Linked DNA regions of Mus musculus: region 2 is linked to region 1. Evidence: chromatin contacts called from public HiChIP or PLAC-seq data. All regions are on one chromosome and are shown on one strand. Each heading gives the region's core, a stretch centred on a gene start, on an enhancer-like site or on the middle of the called end of the contact. The rest is flanking DNA. Distances are from core to core; before and after follow the strand shown.

Evidence for each region. HiChIP or PLAC-seq counts read pairs in DNA pulled down with a chosen protein or histone mark.
Region 2: a FOXA1 HiChIP or PLAC-seq map of pancreatic cancer cells shows a contact between it and region 1. The contact joins two enhancer-like sites. A contact is called at or near these places in 2 of 115 datasets of contacts at active chromatin or transcription factors (memory CD8 T cells and pancreatic cancer cells).

The regions. Positions count from the first base shown.
Region 1 is chr5:92,366,073-92,373,082 of GRCm38.p6, reverse strand. It overlaps a transcript of Art3 not described here. Among named protein-coding and RNA genes, the nearest start is that of Art3, 17 kb to the left of the region's middle. Within about 2 kb of position 4,437, at least 64 of the 459 cell types and tissues checked have an H3K27ac peak or open chromatin away from gene starts, as enhancers often do. A contact at or near this core is called in pancreatic cancer cells, where this site is marked.
Region 2 is chr5:92,956,105-92,963,644 of GRCm38.p6, reverse strand. Shroom3 (shroom family member 3) reads right to left here. Exons shown (of 11, transcript NM_015756.2): 10 at 1,282-1,554. Among named protein-coding and RNA genes, the nearest start is that of Gm36764, 49 kb to the left of the region's middle. Within about 2 kb of position 1,609, at least 91 of the 459 cell types and tissues checked have an H3K27ac peak or open chromatin away from gene starts, as enhancers often do. A contact at or near this core is called in pancreatic cancer cells, where this site is marked.

The DNA of each region.
Region 1 (7,010 bases), core at 3,188-5,687:
CTTCTGTTTGGTCATTGGTTTGTTTGTTTGTTTGAGACGGGGTCTCACTGTGTATACCACCTGGCTGGCCTTTAGCTCAGAGAGATTCCCCTGCCTCTACCCCCTAGGGGTTGGTACCTTCAGACCTGGTTAAGTTTGGTTTTGTTTCCTTGTCTGCTTCTTCTCCACTGGCTATGGAAGATTGCCTGGCCTCCATCTGATGCAGATTCCTGCTGCATTAGACATCAGCTCTGGCTGACTGACATCAGCTCCTGTCCATCTCAGCCAAGTGTCAAAACCAGGTCTGTCACCTTTTCCTTTGTCTGTGGGACATGCACTGGCTGATCTGAGAGTTGCTACTGCTGGTCAAGGTGGGGACACAGAAGGTAAACATGACCGATGAGAATACACTCAGCCTCCTGCTCTAATCTTCCTTTGTCAGGGAGGCCTCGGCATTTGAGTTATGGTCAGGCCTTTGAGGTCTCCCTTCCTTCCTATTGCAACAGAAAAGGAAGGAATTCTCCTGTGCTGTTCACCTCTGCTACCGACCCTGCTTCTTATAAGTTGTTTTAAGTGGCTAAGATAGCATTGTGCACATGTTTGAATCCTTGCTTTCTTCTTTAAAAAGAAGATATGTTCTTTCTTACTGAAATACTGTGGAACTGGAGACACAGTGTGCACTCTACGGCATACTGCAGTCAGCAAACAAGCCACAGCCATGATCTGGGTCCCCATACACCCATCCATTCATCCATCCATCCATCCATCTGCCTTGCTACCCAGTCACCAACAGGTACAGATGTAAGGTCAGAGGTGGGCAACAAACCTGGAAGGAGATCATTCTCTGGTCACACCTCCACTACTCACTTCTCTAGGCATTAAAACCAAAAGCTAGGAAGCTGGGACCACAGGAAGAAAACAATGTGTGGGTCTCGGGCAGAACAGGAAGCAGGGAAATGACAGAACTCTTATTTACTTTATTTGAAAAGAAATAAGACTCAAAAAAAAAAAAACCCACTAAACTCATAGCTTCTCTAAGTATTAAAAAAGTTATTCATGTCTTGAATGCAAAAGCCAATTAAGTTGAATATAATAAAATATTGCAACCACAATAATGTCCTTCCAGTCTCCTTTGTTACATTTCTGAGTGGGTCTCTTAGTTTGAAGAGGCCTAGTTAACCTTTAGTTCAAACTGGCAAACCGCATGTGTAGGAATGTTCCCTATAACTGGTTACTTGAGTCAGAGCCTATTAAAATACCAGGAAGTCCAATGCAGTATCATACCTTGCACACATGGCTCGTCTCATATTCACATGCAGGACTCGTCCCTTGAAGCAAGACCCTCCAGCTAGACCAGGAGTGGTGTCACCCACATCTGCTTCCCCGACCCTCTCCCTTGTCCGAGGCTGCCTCGTTACTGAACCCACGAGTTGTTTGTAATGCTGCTCAATGTTACCCTCTCGCATGCTTCTAGTCCCCAACAATGGCCATGCTGTTTCCCAGCTTGGAAAATTAACATGATCATCGCCATCGCCCTGGCGGTCATGTTCCGCTCTGGGTGGCCAACAGAAGGCGGTGCATAGAGCCGCCTTTGTTGGGAGGAAAATGCTCTCTCTGAAGCTTATGGTGACACTGAAGTTGTTTTGTACTACATACTGTTCCTGGCTCAAACACATGCAAAAGACAGCAAACTCCTGGAGGAGTGTGGAGGACACAGAAAGGAGGGACAGTCTGGCCAGGAAGGTTACAGAATGCAAACGCACCCTGTGTTTGGAATTGCTTTTCCATTTCATTGCATGCGTGTGGGTGTTTTGCCTCATGTATGTCTGTGTACCACATATGTGCCTGGTGCTGTTATAACCCCCGAATTACTGATACTAGAGAGACTTCAGTGTTGTGTACAGACTGTTTGCCTCTGCGTTCCCGCTCCCTCCAGCCCAAGGCAAGCACCATATGCAGACAGCTGGTTTCTGTGCTGCATCCTCCTGCAGCAGCCTGGGGCTCCCTCCGCTTCCCTGGCTGCTCCCCTATCATTAGAATGGCACTACCCATAAAACTCCCCCTTAATGAGGACATTCTGAGGAGACAGTGTGAGACATCCTCCTCACCTTTGCGGTTCCAAAAACCAACGCTCCTTCTGATAAGCAGCAGAACTCTCTAGGTGCCAGTCCTTGAGACCTTAGAGAAATAACAAGCTCAAGGGAGACTTGGGCCTCGAGTTTAAATCATGGAGAAAAGGTAATCAGAGGTTGGGTCACAGACAGTTATGACGGCCATGAAATTAGTCCCTGAACAGACACCCACTTACCATCCCCACTCTGGGCTTCAGTTCCATCCCACCAAATGATTACAGCCCTCCACCCCCCTTTTCTGTGAACGTTCAGGGGATTCCTAACTATACTGTCTATAAATCCAGTGTTTTTCTGGACTCAGGGTCACTTGCCAGCATTCACTCGGTGAGCGAGAGAGTTTGAACTTGAAACTATAAAAAACTCTTTTGCAAATTGCAGCAGATTTCGCAATTCTTGGGCTGGTCTGGGTTTCCCGTGGACTCAGGGCACAACAGTGCCCTCAGAGACCAGAAGAGGGTATTAGACTGGAGTCAGAGATGGTTGAGTCACCATGGAAGTGCTGGGAATTGAACCCGAGTCCTTGGTTCAGCCAAAAGAGCCAGTGCTCTTAACTACTACTCCAGGGCTCCAGCCCTGTGTTCTGAGTTTTGGCATATGGTCTTTTGAACTTACCTAAAACTCCAAATTAACTAGTTTTTAAACTCACATCTCTGTCTCTCTATCTCTCTGTCTGTCTTTGTCTCTTTCTTTCTTTCTTTCTTTCTTTCTTTCTTTCTTTCTTTCTTTCTCTCACAATTACTAAAAATACATTTTCAAAATGAAATAAGTGGACAGCTTGGCGTGGGTTACTTATGTACTAATATAATTAGCTTGGCAGTGGATTTCATGAAAAGTAACATCCCTAGACAAACGGGTCTCATCATACATAAAACAATGTTGATGTACTGTGCTTTCCTGGGTTAAAACAAAAAAAGCAAACAATGACTACTATTATATCTGATAATTTTTTTCTAGGAAGGTAGAGAAATATTCAGCTCAAATTCTCTGTAGCTCAAACTCAGTCAATTTAGGGTTATGGTTAAAAACAAAACAAAACAAAACAAAACAACAACAACAAAACCACCCACAGCTTAACAGAGCAAACCACACAGTAGATTTAACACAGCCAATAAGAGTCTCTTAAGGGCAGGAACAAGCTGGAGACAGCTGACACCAGACAGTGTAAACAGGTACAGTAGATCTAACTCTCAATACCCGTTTATCAGGAGCTGAGGTCATGGCTCAATGCAGCAGATATTTGCCTGGCAGAGATGAGGTCTGGAGTCCACATCCCAGAACCCACATAAAAGCCAGGCCGATGTGACAGAGCTCCCATAGTCCCAGTGCCAGGGCATCCTTAAGGATATCCTCAGGGCAAGCTGGGTAACTAGACCAGCCGGAATTGGCATGCTCTGGGTTCAGCAAGAAAACCCACCTAAACCAATAAAATGGAGGAATTCAGGAAGACGATCGGCATCAACTTCAGCCCTCTGCATGCATATATATGTGTACGCAATGACATGTGAACATGCGAACACACAAAATAAACAGCTTTTTAAATCTCCGATCTCTGGGAGCTGAAAGCTGTCTCTCTCCCTCTCCCTTTCAGACACTAAAGTGAGTCCCTTTAGCACCAGACGTTCAGCACAGCCTGTGTGTGTGAGCTGAGCCGCAGCTGTGACTCTGTCCCTGCTGGCAAGGCAGGGAACCATGACTCATAATGGTTCTCTCAAGCATGGGGTGGTCAGTCAGACAGTGGGGACTACTGCAACGGCCCCTCCTTCCTGTGCGCATGCCCAATGCTGTAATGTCTGGGACAGCACACATCAAACACGAAGTGGTGCTTATAAAATGTGACCCCCTGACAGATCTATTTCAGATACCAGACAGCATAAGCGGAATGCGGGTTTTGAAAACATTTTCTATGTCAAATTATAGGAAGATTAAGCTTAAGTTCAGAAACAACTTTTTTTTTCTTCTTCTTCAAAAATCACCCTCATTTTGGGGTTCTTTTAGGCAACAAAAAAAATGCACATTTTTTTTCTGTGTTTTCGTGGACTTTTGTGTTTTTATGATTTCTTTCTAGTTTCTATTTGTTTCCTTCATTGTGGTCTTACTCAGGGTCTGACAGACACTCTGAACACAGTGTATAGGGTTTTCCTGACTACTGGGTCAGTATTGTAATGTCAGGAAATCACAGTGGTAATGTCTTAACAATAACAAAATTCACTACGCTCTCTAAGATGACTGTGTTGTTATAGAAAAGAACAGCAGGTGTTGTACTGCCATAAGGTTACAGGATCTGCATTTGGCTATCGCTCTCTTCAGTCCCGGCACGTTATTCTGGACTTCTGGCAATCTTTTCCATAGGAGTGAGTCATCCGTCTTCTATAACCTCAAACAGGATCCTGTTACATCACGCTGATTTCTAATAAAAGGAGATGTTAGAGTTTCCATTTCTGGTCCACGTTTCGCAACTGAACTGAAGGAAAGACCTTGGCACTGACATTTGGTGGGGGGGGGGGGGTCCCTGTGCATTTCTGAAACTTACTGAATGGAGAGTTAACGGTATACTTAGGTGACGTGCATTCATCTCTTTAGATCCGGAAACTATGCAGGGAATTTTGGGACTCAATCATAGAGCCTACAGATACATTAGGCAAGCGTTCTACCTCTGAGCTGCACCCTCAGCCCTGGTGTTTTAAAGTCAACAAGTCATCTCGAAGCATTGCTAAAGCTCACATGGACCACACTGTGTGGCTAAGTTTTTATTGTCAACTTGACACTGCCTAATGCGACCTGGTAAGAGGGAAACCCTAACTGAAGAACTGCATCCATCAGACTGCCTTGTGGTCAGGTCTGTCTTGATTCCTGGCTCATGTGAGGAGGGCCCACCCCACTGTGGGCAGAACTATTCCTCAGAAGTCTTGGGATGTGTGTTGAAGTGAGCGAGAAGCAAGGCAGTGGGGAGGAGAAACAGTATTCTTCCACAGTCCTGCTTCAGGGCCTGCTTGAGCTCCTGCCCTGGCTTCCCTCAATGTCAGACTGTGACCTATAAGCGGAAATAAGCCCTTTTCCTCCCAGGTTCTTCCAGTCATAGTGTTTTATTACAGGAACAGAAAGCTCAGTAGACCACACAGATAATACTTTAAAAAAAAAAAAAAAAGACAGAAATTAGACTCATTTCCTGGGATATTCCTTTAAATTCAATGGGAAACTTTTAAGTAGGTGGCCAATATAGTCCAACTTGAGAAATAACAACAAAAGAGGCCGATAGCACTGGGAGGACAGAACGTGGCGTTTAGGAGGCTGGAGGGATGGCTCAGTGGTTAAGAGAACAAACTGCTCTTCTAGAGGACCCGAGTTCAGTTCTCAGCACTCATAGTGGGGGCTCGGGACCACCTGGAACGTCAGCTCTGTGAAGCAAAATCATGGTTCCTGCTGTTGTCCTTCACCCTGAGCTACTTTAGAGTGAGCATCGCGGCAGCCAGGACACACGAAACATGCAATGCGTGCACTCACTAGGTCCTCCCGTCCAGTATGGCAGTTAATAAGCACCTATGAGCACCAAGTCTTTGGCATGCGATTGGTCCAATTTGAACACTTAATCAAAAAATAAATAAAATCTCACTTTATTTATTGTTCATTAGGCAATAGATTTTATGATTTGAGTTACATAAAATATTTTGCTTAAATTATTTTCAGTTGCTTTTACTTTTCAAATGTGGCTACTGGAGACTTAAAACCACGGATGTAATTTACATTTTTCCTGGATAAGCTAGGCGAGGAGTCAGTGCTATAAAATTAGAAGAAATATTCATTATAGAATATGAAAAGATGTTATTTAAAAAAAAATAAGCAAAAACCGAGGCATGCTGGCACATGCTATATCCTTATATTCTCAGCATTTGAAAGGATTAGGCCAACCTGAGCTCCATAGCAAGAGAGCACATTAAAAAAAAAATCATAAAGATAAGATGGTGATTTAAAGAGCTCAAAACAGGAAATGAGTGGGACACTCCCGGTCAGATACACCAATATTTACACAGAGAGATCAGGAGATCTCTAGGTGAGGGGTATTCCCAAAGAAAGCCTTTCTCCTGCGACACCAGACTGTCGGGCTGGGAGCAAGTCAGAACAAATCCTAAAGACCCTCCTATCGGAACCCTCCTCCACCTGTCTGCAGAGCAAACAGAAATCCTACGCACAAGGCCAAAGGTTACCAATCTGCAGTGCACAAGAAGGAATCTGGTGACCGTATCTGTAAGAATGCCAGGGCTGTCAATACATTTGAACATTAATGAACATTTGTTAGACTGAGGTAAAGGGTGGCATTTTCCAGGAAACTGGATTACTGACAGGAAGCCCAGAGAGAACACCTGCCCACCCTTAGGCTGGGCTTTTCCTTAGCTGCTGGAAACCGGGTAAGAAAGTGAACAGCCCCTGCCTGCCTCGGCTCGCCCTGCTGTCACATCTGTCATCTGAGGACCAGAAGTGGATGTTGAAAGACACCTTCCTTGGCATTTACAGTGTGCTTTCTCTCTAAGGGAAAGTAGAAGCGGCCATATGCATATGGTGGGCACAGCCCCTCCACTTCCAGGGTGACACAGGGTAACAGCAGCGGCCCTACAGGTCACCTGTGTTATGTCACCGTCAGGGAGGAAGAAGGGCCTTTTTTCACTCTGTTCCTGCACTCTCCTAAATGATCTACAAATACAGAATACATCTACAAATAAATGATGTACAAATACAGAACTTGCTTTGTAGACCAGGCTGGTCTTCAGTTCACAATCTGCCTGCCTCTACCTCCCGAGTGTTGGGATTAAAGGTGCACACCGTCACCACAGCCACCAGCGGCAGCCTTAAGGTCTGTTTTTAAAAAATGCCCTAGATTTGAACTTGCTAGTTTTTTTATAAGTG
Region 2 (7,540 bases), core at 360-2,859, 590 kb before region 1:
GCTTGGCCTCTATCCATGAGTAAAACTCTGTTCAAGAAGGACGTTGGTGTCGTACTTCAGAGTTTCCCACACCAGCCCAGTAGTAAGCTGCCGCCTCTTCGGGGCCCATCGACTTCCTGGAAATACTTCATGTGTCCTGCATCTGATATGCCGACACAGTGTAAACGCCACAGTAAGTACTTTAAAAGAGTTTTGAATTGAATAGTTTTCAGACCTTTCAGGACAACATGAGTGAGACAATGTAAGATGGAATCCAATCGTGAAGTGCAGTGACTTACACATCCCTCAGTACAAATTACCTGACCTAGGACTGCTAAAGGGTCACGTGACTCTGCCTCAAATCCCCTATCTGACAAGTCAGGTGGCGGCTCACTATGTAGCCCTGGCTGGCTTGGAAAGCCATGTAGACAAGGCTGGACTTGAACTCAGCAATCTGCCTTCCTCAGCCTCTCCAAGGGATTCAAGGTGTGTGCCGCCGCCAGCACCACCGCCAGCACCACGCCCAGCTAGCTCATAGGATTTCTATAATAATCCTAGAAAACAGTACAAAGTTAGTGGGTGAATTTTATCAATATCCCCACTCTGACAGTTCTTTCCCTAATCACTCTGAGGCTTGAATTAAACATGCTGTGTCTGATTCACCATGAAGAGAAGTCTGAGGCACAGCCTGAGCTCCTAGCACTGTCGCCATCAAAGCTTCGCACACTCCTCACTGCGGCTCAGATCAAACACTGCAGCTCTGAAGCCTATGGACCTCCCTTCCTTCCCCTCCCCTCCCCTCCCCTCCCCTCCCCTCCCCTCCCCTCCCCCTGTCATCATGGCACGTGGAGACGCTGAGTTTGGTACTGACTGGGTCAGCTGTCCTCTTTCTACTGAGATTTTTGTTTTTAGAGAGGTCAAGCACTAATGCAGCATGGTAGGGATTCAGGACACTGCACATGAAGCGCAAAGCCAAGTGTCTGTCACAACAGCACTGTCCCTCCAGTGGAGGACAGCACAGTCGTGCCCACGTACCTGCCCACGGCTGGGCCCATCGTGCAGATTCCCTGAAGCTCACTTCTGCCCTCTTATCCCAGTGGTTCTGTGGTCCTCCTCTCCTTTAAGCGTCTAATGTGTTTTTATCTCTGCGAGGAAGGAGAGGCCCTAGGCCCTGTGCATCTGCCCAGAGTATCCACACTGAATCCTGCCTAGCAGGTGCTCTCTCAACCCACAGCGATGGTCATCCCGGAGAAGTGTCTCTATGGACAGAGGGCTCAGACGGTAACCTGCTAGGCCACATACCCTTTCCTCTTTGCTGGCGTCTTCACCAAGGCCTCTGAGGACGTTCTCCACGCGGGCCAGGCGTCCAGACAGGGACAGCAGCAGGTTGACCACCTTGTCCAGGTCCCCTATGAACATCTTGTACTTGTCAAACTCGTTGGGTTTGCAGAGCTCACTGATCAGAGCCTCCACCTCCTCTCCCAGGGCATTGTTCAGCTTGATGTCCGTGAGCAGGCTCCCCTTGGCTTCCTGGAGGCTCTCCAGCTTGTGGGTAAGGCTTCCGATAAGCTCAGCCTAGAATGGTGAGAGACACAGAGCCAAGCTGAGCCAGGGCTGCTGCTGGAATGTGGATGGGCACTCCCGGCCCCGCCCTTGCCGTCAAGGTTCAGCTAAAAGCTCTTCAGCTCTGTGGGGACTGATGACTCAAATCAGAACTTTTTTTTTCTTTTTCCTTTGCCTTTCCCTGAATGTCTACAACTGCCATTCTTTGAGCCTATTCAGAGTTCCCCAGCCCACACCTGATTATACACGCACTAGTCATATTCCTCACTGTGTAATGCTGCATACAGTTCTGCCTTTCCAACTGGTTTGTTAACTTCTCATTCAATGTCCTTTCTTTCTTACTAGGCACAATACCACGAGCAAGAAAGGAGGGGCGGGGTGAACATCCTCGGCTACAAACGAGCAGCCACGGAACCGGAGTGAAGGGCCTCCAGCACCCACGGTCTGAGAGCTGAGCTGGATAGCTGGCCTTGGGCAGTTACTATGAGCTACAGGTTCTGCCTCATCTAGTCCTCCGCATACAGCGGGGAGGGTGAGACTTGGGGATGCGCCCACCTCAGGCCCATGCATCACCAGATGGGCTCTCACATGACCATTACACACACTGATGGTGACACTGTATCAGAAAGCCACTCAGCTTTGCCTTTTAACTAAATCTGGACCTGCTTGCCACAACTATGTAACGTAAGCCTCTAACTACTAATTTCTGAAGAGAAGCTCTGGCTTAAACAGTGACATCCTGTTGTCAGTTCAACTTTCCAGATCTCCGTGGCTACAGGCAGCTTAACTGACACAAACCTCACTTCTAAGGGAAAAGCTGTAAGGTGTCTAAGCATTTCCTCAACAGAAGACTCGGCCCACGGTAACATGAGTGGGAGGGAAAAAGTAATTAGGGTTAATTATGCTATTACCCTCCCCCCCAAAAGCATCCTCCGCTGGCAGCCATCACTGTGGGACAGCGCAGCAGACTTCAGTAACAAGCTGCCCACTAGCACAGAGCTTGGATAAGTTTGTGCCTATGAAGAGACAAGCTGAAGGCAACACGGGTGGGAAACAGCAGACACTGCCAGGTCAGGTCAGGTCGCCCAGTCAGCCCTGGTCTTTTTTAACCTTGCAGGTACAGCTGCCAGGCTGGGCACTCAAAGTATTAGCAGAGAGTACTCTTCTCAGCCAGGCATGTTGGTGAGCTCCTGCAGTCCTGGCACTTAAGGATGGCTGTGAGTTCAAGGCCAAGGCCTGGAACACAGTGAGTTCCAGGGGAGCTGTGGCTATACAGCAAGACCTTGCTCAGGTCTGACCCAGGGTGGGCAACCTGGCCCAGTAGGTGGGGGTGCTTGTATAAGCCTTACTAATACCCAGGTCCCCCGTTCTTCTGCTAGTCTGCTGGAGTCAGCTTGCTGGCTCTCAGGCCCTAAGCAGTGCGCATGCTGGGAGGTAGGCAGCTTGGTGCATGGGACTCATATGGCACTCTGAGGCCAGAGTCCACGTCCAGTCAGCTGGGTCTTTCTATCCAGACCCAGCTCTGGTGTTTGACGGCGTGGACACTGGGCAGAGCCACACAAACACAGCACAGAAGCCTGGGCACATTCTGTACATTACAGTAAGGCAGTGCAGAGACTGGGCAGGCACCCAGTCGGCCCTGCCTCACCGTTAGGTATGTGGATGCAATGCCTGCCAGCTTTTGATCACCAGGTCTTTAACTATGGAGACCTGGGCTGAGACTATAGTGAAGAGGTTCTGAGCAACCGCAGGCATCAGGGGGAAGCCAGCAGTGCTGCCAACATTTCTGTGCCAGGATGATCCTTTTTAAAAAATAACAAAATCCAACTTTAACAGAACTCATTTAGGGCAGGAGAAGGGAATAATATTTAAATTTTCTTTATCATTTATACATGTAACGGCTTGTATGTATGTACACCACGTGTGTGTATATAGATGCCTTTGAAACCAGAAGAGAGAGTCTGATTCCCCAAGAGCTGGAGTTACAGGAGCTGTGAGCCACTCAGTATGGTTGCAGGGAATCCTCTGCAGGAGCAGCAAGTGCTCTTAACGGCAGCCATCTCCTCGGCCCATGAAAGAGAGAATTTTAATACTATACTAGTCTCTCCCGGGAGCTACGGAACTTGTAGGCCACTGACATTCACCCACTTAGCTTCACATCTGACAAACTGCTAACCCAGGCTGTGTGAGATGCTATTTATGTGCGTTCTTTTTCTAAACATAGTTCAACACACCATCTGCACAGGAAACATCCTGCCGGGTCTTCTCCCTCAGCAGCAGAGGAGCACAGACTCCGAGTCGGAGACCAGCTCTGACTTGATCACTGCCAGGAGGCCACTTCACCTGTGCCATCAGCAAGAGGACAGCTCCACCTGCCTCGATGAGATCATGTCTTATTGATCCCATGCTCTGTGGCAGGCAGAAGCAGCGTCTCACTACTCAATCACGGCTCCGACAGCCCGACAACACAGGTATCGTCCCAGCCTCACTGAGAAGCACAGTGAGGGTATGGGACATGCCCCAGACCATACAGTAAGTGACAGAGCCAGGCTTAAACCCAGGTTGTCTGGCTCCAGGGTGCTGGTTTCAATTAGTACTTTAAAATAGCTCTCAGGAATGTTATGAGGCTCAAATGCACGCACACTGGAAGACAACCATACGGACAGGCCTTGTTTTCTGTGCTATCACAAGGTCAGGCCAGCGTCTGAGAGTCCAGCACTTGTTGCAGTAGGTGCCTGGGTGGCAACCCTAGCTTCCCCGAGTGGCAGCTCTGAGGCTTGTGCCGCAGCATCCCCAAAACACTGGTACAAAAACACTTAGCTTTTGTTGGCTGTTTTTATCCTAAGAAAAATGTAGCCCTTCTGGCTGGGGCAGAGTGGAGTTCAGGCTTCTGCCTAGACCTGGCAAACCATGTCTACCTGACAGGCTTGTTTCTTCTGTTGTAAATGCAAGATCCAGGACCCTGCATGTTAACTGCTGTCTTTGGCTGAGCTCTAGAAAGTCAAGGCAGTTTCAGATGGTAACGAGGCCAGACCTCCATCCCACATTGTGTAACCTGATAGAAGCAGAGGTGACTGGGCCTGATGGTGATGTCCAACACCTCCAGCACGAGCTATCTCGGCTAAGAATCCTGCCCCACTTCTCCACCAGGAGACTTGTAACTAGAATGTCAGTGTAATTATCTGAGATGGTCCCTTGGTGCCAGTTAAGGTCCGGTAAAATGCAAGGTCAACCATCTTCCCAGACATTGTGCACAGCAACTTGGAGCTGGGACCCTTCCTGACCACCCTTCTTCTTCCACCCTCCACAACTAAGCCACCACCAGCTCCTGCCTGTTCTTAAACAACAACAACTACTCTTTCAAAAAGCTCTTAAACTGCTCATAGGATGGATGTTGATCATACTTGTGCATCATACTTTCAGTGACTGCACTTTCCTCCCATCCTGCCCAACTCCAGACATAGCTGCCAGGGGGACTCTTCTGAAATGCCAATCTGTTTACCTTCTGTCAAGCTCCAGTGGGAGACCTCCATCGTGGTGTGGGCCACGATGTCATAACTGCCACAGCTTCCCTCTTTTGCATGTTACCATTAAATCCTGGGGTCCTGGGGGGTGGGGATTCCGAGACCAAGAAGAGTGCACACTGACAACCCGAAGGGGTGAGTTTCAGGCTTTTCATACCTTGCCGACCTCAGGGCAACGTGAGAAAGCCTCGTCTGCAGAGCTGAGGTGGCTTGGGTGGCTGGTGCGGCCTGTGCTTTCTCTCTCTCTCCTCTCCCAGCTCTGCCTCCACTCACGGACACCACCCCACAGTGGTGGTGCAGGTACCCCAGAAACCTTCCTGGGAGCTGGAGTAAGGAGCCCTGGGCCTAGAGTGTGAGGGAATCCCCACTCCATTCCCCTCCTCCTCACAGCTCCTGCATAGCTGCACAGGTTGCCTGTCCAGCTACAGGACTGATACTAGGAATCTCTGGGAGCCAAAGGCTGTGTGGAAAACCCCAGGAGAGGACGGAGCTAGGCCAGAAGATGCTTGGAACTTGGCATGAACGCTCAGGGTGAGGGGCACGTGCGGGGCTGGGGGAAGCTCACGTTTAAGTGGCACACGTAGGGAGAGACGAAGAGTACACCAAAGGCTCTGAGAACTTGGGTGTGTCAGAAACGTTGCTCAAGTCCCAAACTAAAGCCAGAGGGGCTCAGTGAGTACAGAGCTCTGTAACCTCACAGAGGCTCCCAAACCGAAATGGGTGCTGGAACCACACTATCCAAAACTGAGACGGAACTTACGGTCTGGGCCTGCAGTAACCAGGCCTGCCTCAATCACCATTCTACAGAGGGCTGTGCCAGCAGGACCAGGGCCTCGCAGCACAGAATACAATATACAGTTACTCAGGTATAAAGAGCCAGAAAGGGTAACAGTGATGCTAGACTGGAGATAATGCTTACATTAGGATTACCATAGTCTTTAAAAATGCTTTCTTAAATAAGCATTCTTCATGATAAGAGCAAAATCACTTGAAGATTCGAGCAAAAAGGAACTAAAAAACAGAAAGTTTAGAACTGAAAATGATAATCTGAAACAACAACAAAATCACTGGCAGGAATGAACTAAGAGCGTGAACCTGAGGTCAGACGGACACAAACTAACCAATGAGAAGGACAGAGCTTCAGGGAGTCAGGCGAATGAGAAACTCTAACACTGAATCATCATGCTAAGAGAAGAGTTAGTGTGCATAAGATAACTGATGTGTAACTAAAGAAACAGTGATTGAAAATGCCCCATCTACCCACAGCCCTGGGCAGCTCCGTGCACACACTCCACAAGCAGTGATGACAGGCGTGTGGTGAGCAGAAGCGGGCAGCCACATTTAAATGCCTGGAAATTGTTTCTCAGAAGGAACAGAAAACATGTCTGCATATGTGACAAAAGACGGCCAGCCCAGACTTCACATCCAGTGAGTGAGAATATTCTAGAGACATACAGACGAACCCACATCACTGCAGATCTATTCTGAGGAAAATGCTAAAGGAAATCTTTCTCAGGATGAGAGGAGACAGGGCCAGAGAGGAACCTGGAACTCCAGAACTGAAGCTCAGCAGAAATGGGAGGCGGTGAGCCGAGGAGTCGTAGCTGTCTAAAAGGACCCACCAGCCACAGCGTTCTCAACAGCAATGGAGTAGAATAGTTTTAAATGCTACTGCCATCTATTTCCCTACAAACCATGCCGATATGGGAACTGGTGGAATTTTGTGTTAAAAATACAAAACAAAACAGGCCCCACACAAAGCCTTACAGCCCCCACACGGGCTGCTCCATTTCCTCAGAGGAGGAGTATTAATTCTGTAAATTAAGCATCCAAAACCTAGAACGAGAGGCTGGAGAGGTGGCTCGGCGGCTAAGAGCACTGATTGCTCCTGCATGGGATCCAGGTTCCAGTTCTAGCGCCCATGATAGCTCAACCACCTGCAGCTCCGGTTCCAGAGGACCTGACGTCCCATTCTGACCTCCATGGGCACCAGGCGTGCATGTGGGGGGTGTGTATGTGTGTGCATGGTATGTATACACACACACATATACACATAAAACAATAAATCTCTTTAAAAATGAAGATGAGAAAACATAATATATACTTTGCTTCTTTGCCACTGTAATGCAGAGATGTCTATATACAAAAAGGAAAATATGCAGTTAAAGATGGAATGGCATATATATATATATCTGTGGTAGAACAGAGCCCTCTGATTCCCAAGTGCAGAACGCACAAAATGGGCACAGTCAGCAGGGCTGACAGGGACATGCTAGGAGGTGTTCAACAGAGCAGGGATCTGAAAGAGAAGCCTTTGGTTGGAAGAAATGAGTTTCTGTAGTCCCTGTTACAACATGCAGCAGGGAGCTCACAAATCTTCTAACAGGATGCCTCTCAAAGCTTTCCTTGTTTTTTTTTGGGGGGGGGGGGAGTGAGTGCGCGTGCCCATGTCCTGTGGTTTCATCCAACACATT